Regions from separate parts of the Macaca mulatta genome. Here region 1 is linked to region 2. A link is a contact called in public Hi-C data. All regions are on one chromosome and are shown on one strand. The core of a region is the stretch at or near the end of the contact, and the rest is flanking DNA. Distances in the headings are between cores, read along the strand shown. Region 1 holds the start of SOS1 (SOS Ras/Rac guanine nucleotide exchange factor 1). Region 2 holds the start of CDKL4 (cyclin dependent kinase like 4).

Evidence for each region. Hi-C and Micro-C count contacts between places; a contact is called where the count stands out from the background.
Region 1: a Hi-C map of liver shows a contact between it and region 2, with 2.6 times the contacts expected there. The contact joins the promoter of SOS1 here to the promoter of CDKL4 in region 2. A contact is called at or near these places in 2 of 14 Hi-C or Micro-C datasets (fetal cortical plate and liver).

What each region holds. Positions count from the first base shown.
Region 1 is chr13:85,810,664-85,817,732 of T2T-MMU8v2.0, reverse strand. SOS1 (SOS Ras/Rac guanine nucleotide exchange factor 1) reads right to left here and starts at 1,620. Exons shown (of 22, transcript XM_028831742.2): 1 at 917-1,620. The coding sequence starts at 1,003. LOC114671734 (a long non-coding RNA gene) reads left to right here and starts at 5,370. Exons shown (of 2, transcript XR_003721776.2): 1 at 5,370-5,698; 2 at 5,975-6,880.
Region 2 is chr13:85,692,600-85,699,037 of T2T-MMU8v2.0, reverse strand. CDKL4 (cyclin dependent kinase like 4) reads right to left here and starts at 3,825. Exons shown (of 9, transcript XM_028831739.2): 1 at 3,514-3,825; 2 at 61-182. The coding sequence starts at 3,681.

The sequences.
Region 1 (7,069 bases), core at 371-2,870, 120 kb before region 2:
AGCATAAAAGGTACAACATTAATCTCCATTCTTAGTAGAAGCAGTTAGCATGAAACATTCTTTAAGCAGCAAGAAACTGGAATTTAGAAACACTATTAGAAGAGCAAAGCAATCTTTACAGAAAAGGTAAATGAAGAAAAGGAAACAAAAATAGTCTGGTAGTCACACTGCTGCTTTAGAAGCTTTAAAAATGTAACAACACTTCCTAATTATACTAAAACATTTAAAAGCACAGATCGGGGGTATGTAACAACGTAGCAAACTTAAACATACAAAGGCTAAAAATTCTTAACCAAATGACAGCACCAAGTTTCTAACGCTGCAAAAACAAAACAAAAAAACCCCGAAATTGGTAGCATGTGCACCGGCCCCTGTTAATCGGAGGAGCGGGGGAAACCAGGAGAATGAGGAGTGATTGCTGATGGCGAACAGAGCAGGCCACGTTACTGCTGGCAGGCGAGCTCGCAATTCCTTTGAGCAAGCACTACGGCCAGGGCATTCTCGAAAAGCCACTAAAACGAGCGTACTGGACACCTAAAACGGCAGGCTGACAGCAGCTCCGCGCTAAGACCGAGAAGGCGGAAAAGTGGCCTGCTTTGACCTCCGCAGAAAACTGAGGCTCCTGCAACTGTTGTCTTGGAATCAAAGGGCAAAGCATTCACCTCTCAGGGGTTGGATTATTCGGATAAACTCCCGCCAGCTCCCTGCGGCCTTCCCACACACCCGGTGGATGTCAACACTGAGAGCCAGCCGTATGGCGAGCCTCTCAGTGTGCGCCGTCCTTCTGGAGACGCGGCGAGACCGGGAAGAAAGACAGCCCTGCGCGCGCCCCGCCTCCCCAGCCCTTCCCCAGCGCCAGCCCGGCGCCCGCGCTGGGGTGCTGCGGCCGGGAAGCGGGGTCCCGCGTGCTCCTCACCTTTTTCAGCGCAGGCACCAGCAGTCCCCGCCACTTGGGCGCGTTCTCTTCGCTGAAAAACTCGTATGGCAGCTGCTGCGCCTGCATGGTGCCCCCGGGGCGCCTCTGGGCGGGGAGAGGGGCGGCGGCGGCCGGGCCGGGGAGCTGCGAGAGGGCGAGATCGCAGCACGGAACAGGGCCGCGGCCCCACCGGACGGCCCGGCCCCCTCCGGGCGCCGCGCAGCCGGGCTAGCCCTGGTGAGGGGGCTGGGGGGCGAGGCCCGCGCCCGGCCACACACCCGACACGGGTACCAACTGTGGAGAACGAACGCGGCCCGGAGGCGGCGGCATCCCGCACCACCGCCCCGGGGCCAGGCCCCCCGCGCCTCCTCCCCGGCCCGCCGGCGCCGCCCGGGGCTGCCCTCTGCCGCGGCCGCCGCCCGCCCGCCCGCCGGGGCTGCACTCTCGGGCCCGGCCTGGCCCCGCGGCGGAGCTGGCGGCTGGGGGAGGACGTGTGGAGGTACGCTCCGGCCGCGGCGCCCGCTCTGCTCAGTTGGTACCCCGAAACGCAGGAGCCCCGGGCGGGGCTGAGCTGGGGCGGGGGTCTCACGGGGAAGGGGAAGGACCCGAGGTCGTTGTTGGGGAATCTGGCTGCCCTGAGGTGCCGCCGCAGCCGCCGCCGCCGCCGCCGCCGGTGTAGCGCTAGAGCTTCCTACTAGCGAACTGAACCTGTTCGCTACTGAGCATGCGCCGCCGGGCTGGGCTGGTTCGCTCCGGGTTTTCCGGCTCCCGGTGAAGGAGGAGGGAAGCTCGAGAGAGAGAGAGGGAGGGCGCCTGGCCAGGCTGTTGCTGCGCTCCTGGGGGCTGCAGGGGAGGGGCGAAAGGACCCGAGAAGTCGAACCCTGGCAAAGTGGAGCCTGCAGGGGTGGGTGATAACTAGGGTAAAGAGGCTCCCCATTGTGTGGTCTGGCCGTGAGGGCTCCCACCCCTCTCGGAATCCCTGGGCCCTTCGTTTCGGAAAGGGGTGTGTGTACTTTGTTCCTGAACACGAAGATAAGGACTGCCCAGAGCACGCAATGTATAGTAAACAGACTGGACAAAAGATACAGGTGCTCTGTCACGAAACCTACTGCTCAGTATCTGCTGAGTAGTAGAAGTGATTGCAGTGTTTCTAACTGGTCTTTCCACAAAACCAAGAATAAAATGTGTACGTGTAGTATTGATTTTGTGTGTATGTTTTAGATTCCCTCTGTTCATCTTTTAAACCCACTCCAGATATGAACTCCAATAAACACTTTCCTCCAGTGGATATCGAGACCTCTTCTACAGCTCCTAGAGCACTGCACTTACGCCCTTCTCAGGGCGTTCAGTCTATCGTGTTTTGTATCTTTTGAGGTTCTTTCGACTAGATAATATACTGGAAGGCCGATCTTTTTCACCAGGGCCTCTACACAGAACAGGCACTCAGTGAATATTAGTGGAATGCTAAAGGAGCAGTATTTATAAACTGTCCCTCCAGGCCACTGTTTGTTTATAATAGGGGCACTTTGTGGCAGACACCTTATGATTTATCATTAATTATCACTTTTTGAGTATCATCTCATTTAATCCCCATAGCAACCCTATTATTTTCATTTCACCGATAAGGCAGTTTAGAGGAACTAGCCTGGGTTAAAGCTGACATTGTGTCCTCCTATTCCTGAGAACAGTAACCAGGATCAGGCAAACGAGAAAGGTTCAGTGGTTCTTAATCTTTACAGGACCTCTTTGAAAATCTGGAAAAAACTCTTAGGTTATTTCCTTTAAAAATATACAGGCCGGCCAGGCGAGGTGGCTCATGCCTGTAGCACTTTAGGAGGCTGAGGCAAGTGGATCACCTGAGGTCAGGAGTTCGAGACCAGCCTGGCCAACATTGTGAAAACCTGTCTCTACTAAAAATACAAAAATTAGCAAGGCATGGTGGTGGGTGCCTGTAATCCCAGCTACTCGGGAGGCTGAGGCAGGAGAATCGCTTGAACCCGCGAGGCAGAGGTTGCAGTGAGCCGAGATCGTGCCACTGCACTCCAGCCTGGGCGACAAGAGCAAAACTCCGTCTCAATTAAAAAAAAAAAAATATATATATATATATATATATATATACACACATACACACACACACACCCGGGTCCGGCGCAGTGGCTTGTGCCTGTAATCCCAGCACTTTGGGAGGCCAAGGTGGGCGGACCATTTGAGCTCAGGAGTTTGAGACCCGGCTCCATTGTTTTATTTAAAAAATAAAAATATACATACTTGATTTACATTTGAAAAACTCCCCACTTTCAAAGTGTGTGGAATGATGTTTTGAAATCCATCCATAGGCCGGGTGCGGTGGCTCACGCCTGTAATCCCAGCACTTTGGGAGGCTGAGGCGGGTGGATCACGAGGTCAGGAGATCGAGACCATCCTGGCTAACACGGTGAAACCCCGTGTCTACTAAAAATACAAAAAATTGGCCGGGCGTAGTGGCAGGCGCCTGTTGTCCTAGCTACTTGGGAGGCTGAGGCAGGAGAATGGTGTGAACCTGGGAGATGGAGCTTGCAGTGAGCAGAGACTGCACCATTGCACTCCAGCCTGGGCAACAGAGCAAGACTCCGTCTCAAAAAAACAAAACAAAACAAACAAACAAACAAGAAATCCATCCATAAATCCTCCAGATAAGAAGACATGGAGTCTAGCTCTGTCGCCCAGGCTGGAGTTCAGTGGCACCATCTTAGCTCACTACAATCTTCGCCTGGCGGGTTCAGGTGATTCTCCTGCCTCAACCTCCTGAGTAGCTGGGATTATAGGTGCCTGCCACCACGCCCAGGTAATTTTTGTATTTTTATTAGAGATGAGGTTTCACTGTGTTGGTCAGGCTGGTTTCAAACTCCTGACCTCGTGATCCACCCGCCTCGGTCTCCCAAAGTGCTGTGATTACAAGTGTCAGCCAACGCGCCCGGCCAGCCCTCTTCAAATATTTAAAGGGTTGTGATATGGGGGAAGAGATTGGTTCCAAACGAACCAAGATCAAGTCTGTACCCCAAACTATTGTTTGGCTTCCCATTGCTCTTAGAATATATTTCAAACTTCTTACCGTACCCCACAAAGGCGTGCATCTGGCTCCTGCTCACATTCTCAATGTTTTCTCACCATTCACAACCTTGCCTCACCACACTCCAGTCACAGTAGCCTTCTGTCTATTCCTAGAAAACAACAACCTGCCTAAAGAACATTGTTCTTCTCTCAGCCTAGAACACCTAACTGTTCACTTGGCTGGTTATAAACATCACCACTTCCAAGAGGCCTTCTCCGATCACTCCAAGAAATTCTCACCTGTGTATTTCTACCATATGTTCTTTTTATTTCCTGCTAGCACTAAATCAGATCAGGCCTCTATTTTTGGTTGTTGGTTTCCCTCTTGTCCCCAACAATCTTTTTTTTTTTTTTTGAGACAAGTCTCATTTTGTCGCCCAGGCTGGAATGCAGGCGGAATCTTGGCTCACTGCAACCTCCACTTCCCAGGTTCAAGTTATTTTCCTGCCGCAGCCTCCCGAGTAGCTGGGACTGCACGCGCACGCCACCAAGCCCGGCTAATTTTTGTATTTTTAGTAGAGACGGGGTTTCGCTATGTTGGCCAGGCTGGTCTCGAACTCCTGACCTCAAACAATACACCCACCTCCGCCTCCCAAAGTGCTGGGACTACAGGAGTGAGCCACCGCGCCTGGCCGAGATCAACAATCTTTGTGCGCTTCGTTCTTCATCGGTTTCAATCGTATCCCCAGGACCTACAATGCCTCCACACAGTAGGTAGCAATAAATGATGTCGAAGGAGTGAAATTTGCATGCAGGAAACTTTCAGGACTACCTAATCAACGTTGTTCCCAGGAAACGGGCGATTTTCGAGGTGTGGTAAAAACCGTACATTCACTCACTCGGGCTAAGAGGTTGGGCATATTGACCTCTAAGGTCCCCTTCAACTCCGAATCTCTGATTTGACTGCAAAGAAAAACAAGCCCTAGAAACATAAATTACAGCCTGGGCTGGGCTTGCTTAGCGGCCAGGACAGGTTTTCACTAGCATGGCCGTTTGGGCCGCAGACAGGGCAGGTAACTGGAGAGAAACTGCCGTGAAGAGACTCAGTGCTTCGCAACGGGGAGACCTAGAGGGAGTGCCAGGGTCAGCCCCGCTAAAGTCAAGGAGCACCCCATCACCCCTGTACTGTTTGCCTGTTGCCTTTATCTCTTGGGACAAAACAAAACACCTATGGCCATTCAGCAAGAGAAGACAACCGTGCGGACTCAGAAACGTACAGACGTGTAAGCGCCTGTAGACGTAAAATTGTCCCCCGCACCAGCCCCACAGCTTTTACCACCGACGGCTGCGCCCTGGCGCACGCGCAAAGGCTTCTTTTTGCTCCCCTCCTCTGCTCTAAAGAGCCTCACGCCACAGCGGACGTGACGCACGGAGGCGCGTCCAGGCAGAGTAGCCGAAGCCCGAGAGGGGCGCGTCCAGGCTGGCTAACCGAGTTCCGAGCGCGGCGCATCGGGGTAGGGCGGCGAGGACGGGGGCGGGGTGGGCTTTCGGCCCTTCAGTGTGCCCCCTGCAGGTGGATGTGCAACACTCCGCGCCTTTGCCTGCCCCGCTGGCCAGGACGCGGTCACCTGATTCTCTGCCTTGCTGTAGCCACAGTGATCCTGCTGACGCGAACTTCGGACCCAGCTACTTACTTTTCTGCTCAAGAACTCACACTGGCATCCCAGGATAAAGTCCAAAGTCCTTAACCTGGTATTCATGGCCTTGCACAATCGGGCCGCTACTTATCTTTCCAGCTGTATCTCTCACCTCAAAATGAACTGCTCTTGCGTCCTACAAACACATCACTTCTGTCTCTGTCTCCTTATGCTATTCAGAATGCCTGTCGCCTTTTTTCTGCAATGCCGCCCGCCACAGCCACACCCCAGCTCCCAGATATACGCCCGCGCTGGAACTCTTATCCACCCTGCGCGCCCTCAACTCAAATGCTACCTTTTCTCTAAAGTTTTTTTTTTTTTTTTTTTTCAGCCGCCATTCAGGATTCCTTCCCTTGAACTTCAGAGCCGAACAGGTAGAAGGAACAGCAGTTTCAGCCATCAGCAGTTAAGGTCCTCTCCCCTCCAGAACATATTCACCCTCTGTCTTTTCCTCACCTTCTGTCTTTCCAATGCCTCCTTTCAATTTCACTCCTCCAAAAAAGATATCTCCAGGAAATACACCAGAGAAAATAGTGACTGAGAAGAACACTGGATGCCAACCCTTTACTCACATTTAGCTAATACTTTGAGTCGCCTGCCCTCTTCCTCCCTCTCTTTTTCCATCCCTGCCTTTGCAAAGATGGTACAGTTAGAAGAGATTATCAGAGGTTCTCCAAGATATATGGGACTATTCCTCGCACTTCTTTTTCGGGATTTCTGCAGGGAGCTTATAGGATATGCCCAAGTTTATGTTCTAAGAGAGAGGATAAGACTTTTTGCAAAAGTCTCTTTCCAGTTGATTCAAGTTGTAATAGCTCCTCAAATTGATCGCATCCAAATGCAATGTGACTTTAACGAAATTCCCAACAGGAATTGTCATGGAGTTTGACAAACTCATTCTTAAAGGTATATGGAAGAGCAAAAGGCTAATTCTCCTGTAAAAGAAGAAGGTAGGGGAACTTGATTTACCAGATGTGAAAACTGATTACATAGCTAAAGTAATTAAAACAATGGATGTTAGTACAAGAACCTACAAACCAATGGATCAGTAGACAGCCAAATATATAGAAACCTGATACCGTAAACATTGCAGATAAATAGGTAAAGGCTATAGTGTTCAATAAATGAAATAATGTACAATAGATAAATGCACATAGAAAAAATATACTCGTAAGTCCCACCCTACACAAAACAATCCCATTGGATTGAAGAAAGTGCAAAAAGCAAAATTATAAAACTCTGAGAAGAAGGCTGGGCGTGGTGGCTCACGCCTGTAATCCCAGCACTTTAGGAGGCAGAGAGATCATGAGGACAAGAGATCATGAGGGCAAGAGATCGAGACCATCCTGGCCAACATGGTGAAACCCCATTTCTACCAAAAATACAAAAAAATTAGCCGGGCGTGGTAGCGCACGCACCTGTAATC
Region 2 (6,438 bases), core at 2,576-5,075:
TTCCACAGAAAATGAAACTGAGAACTGGCTGTACGGAATTTCAGTTTCCAGATTACTTACCCATTTGGGTTTCTTTCCAGCTCATTTAAAAGTGTATGATCACAGTATTCAAAAACTAAATGCATTTTCCTTTTTCTCCTGAACACCTCGATGAGGTTCACAAGATTTGGATGTTTTAATTGCTGTGAAAGAATTGAAATGCAAAGTTAAGTGATCTGCTACTAGTAAAAGCGTCTCCCCAGACCCCTTAAAGAAACTTAAAGTTGGAAGAAATTTAAGATTCATCCAATGTACCTATAATAAGTGGTAACAAAACTGCTTGAATCTCTCTGGTGATAGCAAGTAAAGTATGTAACTTAAAATACTGCACTAAAACAAAAAACACTTTATGTATTTTATGGAAATTCTATATATTCAAGTCATAAAATAACCTGAGTAGAAAATTGAGGAAATGAAATTATTGAGTAAGGACTATAAAAATCATCAATACCACTCAGCTTACATATTGCCATGGATTTTATGGATTTAAATCCAGTCTGGATTCTAGTGTTGGCTCCCAGTAATACTAGATCTTAACCATCAAATTGGAACAAACTGTCTCTTCTAGAAGTCCCCACAATTAGTCGGTGTTTTAAATTTACTTATTATATTTTCAGCATTGTTCTTTGATTCTGTTGTTCTCTCTTATGCATAGATATTTTGTGTGTTAAATTCTATTCCCAAACTGAAGCATTTTATAACACAGCCTCTGTTTAATATTGTAAACCTAAGGGAAAATGCTGATTAGGTAGGATAGACTATCACTACAGCGATTATACAATTTTATCCTCCAAACTAGGGTAATGGGTAGAAGCTAGGACTATCCTAGGCAAACCAGCACATATGGTCACTCTGCCTGTAACTAGGGTGACCACATAATTTAGCATACACACCAGGACACTTTTTTTTTTTCTTCGCTCTATCGCCCAGGCTGAAGTGCAGTGGTGTCATCTCAGCTCACTGCAACCTCTGCCTCCTGGGTCCAAGTGATGCTCATGCCTCGGCCTTCGCAGTAGCTGGGACTACAGGTGCGTGCTACCACGCCTGGCTAATTTTCGTATTTTTAGTAGAGACGGGGTTTCACCGTGTTGGACAGGCTGGTCTCAAACTCCTGACCTCAACTGATCCATCTGCCTTGGCTTTCCAAAGTGCTGGGATTACAGGTGTGAGTCACTGGGCCTGGCCACACCAGGACACTTTGGAAAGGAGATGTGAACCAGGCAGGACACTGGGACAAAAACTATAAAGCAGAACTGTCTTGGGCAAATTAGGATACGTGATCACTCTTATTCTTAACCCATCTTTCCTGTTGTTTTCCCAGTGTAGTAGACAAATCAGCTTTCCACACTGTCTACCATTTACCCAAAAAGATATATAGAGGGAACACAGCATTTTGCATATAGTAGAAGCTCAACGAATAGCAGGCCCAGTAGAAAGTTTTAGGTACAGAGACTTACGATGCATGCCTTTACCTCAGTATCTATTAACATAAGCATGGCTTGACCAAAACAAATGTCACTCTAAAACTGTGTGCCTGCTGCTCAACAGCATGGGAAAAGAGAATCCACTATACATTAAAAATATGCCCAGGCTGAGTGAGGCAGGATGATTGCGTGAGCCTAGGAGTTCGAGATCAGCCTAAGCAACATACTGAGACCCCATCTCTCTAAGGGAAAAAAAAAGAAAAGCTCAAAGCACCAAACCAATTTGTTTTCTATATGCTCCACTGCCTAAAGCAGCAGAAAGGCAAAGAGTGGAGGAGACTAGGTCATCTAAAAAGCCAGTGGCTTCGTGCTGCTGCAAAACCACAGCATGGAAGCAAAGCAGGGTCTCTACTAGGGGAGTAAAAGATTTACAGATGGTACAGCTTGATGCAATGTCCAGGTTAAACCTGGGCCAATCTCCTGTCTTTGGGTAGGTCAGCAATTTATATCTCCTTTGCAAATGAAGTTAACCTAGCCCAGAAAAACAGTAACTTGCCTAAAGAAAAACAGGTAGTAAGGAGAGAGAGGCAAACACAATTTAAATAACAGGACTATGTGAGAAAAGTAAGGTCGATGGATCACAGAAGGAGCTGTTCAGGGCATACATGGACACAACATACCAAAAGCAGAAGGATGGACATTCTGACATTCTGAGGGCCTTCATCAGAGACCAAGCTGAGTCGTAATCAGGCTACTTTTTACCTTACAGCCTCATTCTCAAGTTGGGGCACTTGTAATGCAGAAGGTACCACCTGAGCATTAACTTGATCTGAAGACTTGGGAGGGAGAGGCTGACAGGTAAAAGCATTATTTTTATTAGAAAGCCACACTGCCTGGTTCAGACCCGCCCTGCAGCTTAGCTCAGTGAGGGTGCCAGAGCTGGCGAGCTGACCAGCGCGCCCTCTGCTGGCTGACAGGTAATAGTGAACTTTTTTTTTTTTTAAATCATGATGGATATGTTCCTGAATACTCTTAAGTATCAAGTTGTATTTCAAACAAAACTCTAGTATGTATTAGTTGAGGAAACCTGTGGGAAATCATATTTGAAAATGAGAGATAATATGATAATTATTAGTGATAATTATTATCCCCCCCTTACAAACTGAATTTCTGGGGATTTTCTAAAAACAGACGACATGTCAAAAATGAAGGTTGCCTGTATGTCCTTGAAATCACAGTGTCTTGTTACATAATGTGTAGCCCACAAACCAGCAGCTTCCGCACTCAGAAATGCAGAATCTCGGGCCCACCCCAGACCTCCCAACTCAGAATCTGCATTTCAACAAGGTCCCCGGGGACTCCAACGCATATTAACATTTGAGAAGTGCTGCCCCAGACCTCCGTTTCCTCTGTGGAAAATACAGGTGGTGGATAAGAAGCATTTCTAAGGTCGCTTATAGTTCTAAAAGTGTAAGATTTTTAGCGTAAGAAAAAATTTACATTGAGAACTTAGGAATCTTACATGTCAAATCTTATCAGAGGGAAAACAATTATAACAAAAACCTTGATGTAAAAAATGTATACGTCACTGGGGGTGATATTCAGTATGTCTAATAACCTGGGGTTCAGTGCAGGCAGGAACCAATGAATGTCAATGCCTACCAGGGCATTGGTGCGGTCCTGTGGGACTGACTCTCTGTGCCAGGAGGTGCTCTTTCAGTTGCTGGTTGGTAGGGGAAGTATTTGGAGGGACATCCAGAGGAGGGCCGAGGTTGGGGGCAAGTGTAAACACTGGGGTGAGTGGACTTAGGATATTTACTAACAAGAATAAAAGTTCTTTTCAATATAACAATCTGTAGCTACATTCATACACATCAGACAAAATCAGAGTGGCCAAAGTCCAAAGTGATAACCAATTTATTACCCAAAAGTGCTGATACAAAGGAATTTAAGTCCAATGGGGAAAAATAACTTTAAAATTCTTTGTAATTTTAGCATGCATATTTCACTCAATACCATGATATTTTACATATATATAAAGTTAACTTACCTTCAACATACGTATTTCTCTTAGTGCTATTTTCTTAACAACAGGATCATCTTCAGATTCCACAAATTTTTTAATAGCTACTACTTGTCCAGAGGTTTTGTTTCTGCATTTGAATACAACCCCATAAGACCCTTCTCCAATCTTAGCTAATTTTTCATACTTCTCCATTACAGTGGAAGTGACTTAAATTAGTGCTGTTATCGATTGACTTGCAGTACAAAGTTACACCTGGAAAATAAGGTAGACTTGCCTTAATCAAGCTATAAAAGACAATGTTCTCACAGTTTATTTACAACAAATTTGCCCAGATGCCAAAGGTTTATTTTCATCAATTAATTGGAAATCCACTTAAAAATATTTGGATATTATTTTCTTAGTTTAGTCCTCTGCAGTTCTTCCACCTATCAAAAGATTTCATATGCTATTTCTGACAATTGTTCTATGTTGACCTCAGTTGAATTAAAAGAATTTGTGGAAAAGAAACTTATCCCATCTATTGTTTTCATTATCCTCAAATAAATAACCGAAATATGATGCTGTAAAATCCAGCTGAAGGAACATTTCATACTCTGGAATATGCTGTTTATCTTTTCTCTTCCAACCCAAGTGCATACACAATGACTAGGAGGAGTTGTGTAAGAAGATATGGTACAAAAAGTGCTATACTTCCACCTGGTGGAGAGAAGAGCGAGCGTGGACCATTGAACAAAGCAGCCTTTAAAAACAAAGCAGCCTTTAAAAACAGTGACTCACACCCCGAAATCCCAAAACTTTGGGAGGCCGAGGTGGGCGGATCACCTGAGGTCGGGAGTTTGAGACCAGCCTGACCAACATGGAGAAATCCCATCTCTACAAAGAATACAAAATTAGCCAGGTGTGGTGACGCATGCCTGCAATCCCAGCTACTCAGGAGGCCCTTGAACCCAGCTGAGATAGTGCAGATGCAGTAATTGCACTCCAGCCTGGGCAACAACTGTCTCAAAAAGTCAAAACAATAACAAAATCCTTTCAGGGCACTTATTGCTCCTAGCTTTTATTTTCATGGAAGAACAGATTCTTAAGTTCTTAGCCCCAAAAGAAAATAATAAGCACGGCCGGGCGCGGTGGCTCACGCCTGTAATCCCAACACTTTGGGAGGCCGAGGCGGGCGGATCACGAGGTCAGGAGATCGAGACCATCCTGGCTAACACGGTGAAACCCCGTCTCTACTAAAAATACAAAAAACTAGCCGGGCGTGGTGGCGGCGCCTGTAGTCCCAGCTACTCGGGAGGCTGAGGCAGGAGAATGGCATGAACCCGGGAGGCGGAGCTTGCAGTGAGCTGAGATCGTGCCACTGTACTCCAGCCTGGGCTACAGAGCGAGACTCCGTCTCAAAAAGAAAAAAAAAAAAAAAAAAGAAAAATTCTAATTAGTCTCAAAAACCCCACCCCACTTTATCCAGCAGAATCTTGTTAATATAACCCAATAACAATTACAATAATAATGGCACTTAACATTGTTCTACGCAAATTACGTAGAATCTGCACAAATATTCTATGAAGTAAGTGTTATTTTTATCCAATTATATAGATGAGAAAAGACATAGTGAAGGCAATACAGAATTAGAACCCAGGCAGTGAGATCTCAAAGAATCACTGCATTACACAGCCTCTCAGTTAAGTGCAAAAGGATGCATAATTCAGCCAGGCGTGGTGCTTCATGCTTGTAATCCCAGCACTTTGGGAGGCCGAGGCAGGTGGATCACCTGAGGTCAGGAGTTCGAGACCAGCCTAGCCAACATGGTGAAACCCTGTCTCTACTAAGAATACCAAAAAATTACCCAGGTGTGGTGGCACCGGCCTCCAATCCCAGCTACTTGGGAGGCTGAGGCAGGAGAATCACTTGAACCCGGGAGGTGGAGGTTGTAGTGAGCTGAGATCGCACCACTGCACTCCAGCCTGTGCGACAGAGCAAGACTTCGTCTCAAAAACAAAAACAAAAACAAACAAACAAACAAAAAGAATGTATAATTCAAAGAACCACTTTATCCAGGTCTTGGTATTAACAAAATGTCAAGTGAAAGAGTTGACTACTTGTCAATTTCTCTTGTTTCAAATGAGTACACATTTTTTAAAACTTCTCTAATAATATTGTCTTTTCCATCTACAGATTATCTCAATGGTGAAAGAAATCATCTACTTCCACTTGCCACCATAAAAATATACAATGCAGAAAAATGTTTACCTGGATAAAATGACTACTGACATACTATTTTTTACAGTGCTGCTTTTTTTTTGGGAGGGGGGATGAATTTGGTTTTCTCTGTTATTAAAGAAAGAAAATTCAAGCATACACACTCAAGTAACACATGGAAAATCCATCACAGATTATGTTCTGAAAACCCTATTAGTTATACTGTATTTTTACCTAGGTATTATTATTTTAAGGATAGTTAGATGTGAGCATGCATACATTTGCATAGTAATAGATGGCTGGAAAGAGAGTAGGAGAAACTGGGAATTTGCTTTAGAAAGTTATTAGCATCTGGCTGGGAGCATTGGCTCATGCCTGTAATCCCAACACTTTTGGAAGCCAAGGCGGGAGGTCACCTGAGCCCAGGAGTTTGAGGTTACAGTGAGCTATGATTGTACCATTTTACTACTTCCTGGGTGACAGAGTGAGACCCTGTCTCTAAAATAAAATGCGATAAAGTTATTGGTATAAAACTTTATAGATTTGTTAATTTAACCTACTTGATAAGTACTACAGTTATTGGGGGAAACTATAAATATGACAAAAAGCTTAATAATGAAGTTTTAATTTATGCATTATTTTCTTATTTCCCTCTAGGTAGTTGATTTGATCTATTGATTTATGTTTTTACTTTTTTCTCAACAGATTCAGTAATGACTATTCCTCAGACTAATATTTAGATCTCGTAATTAC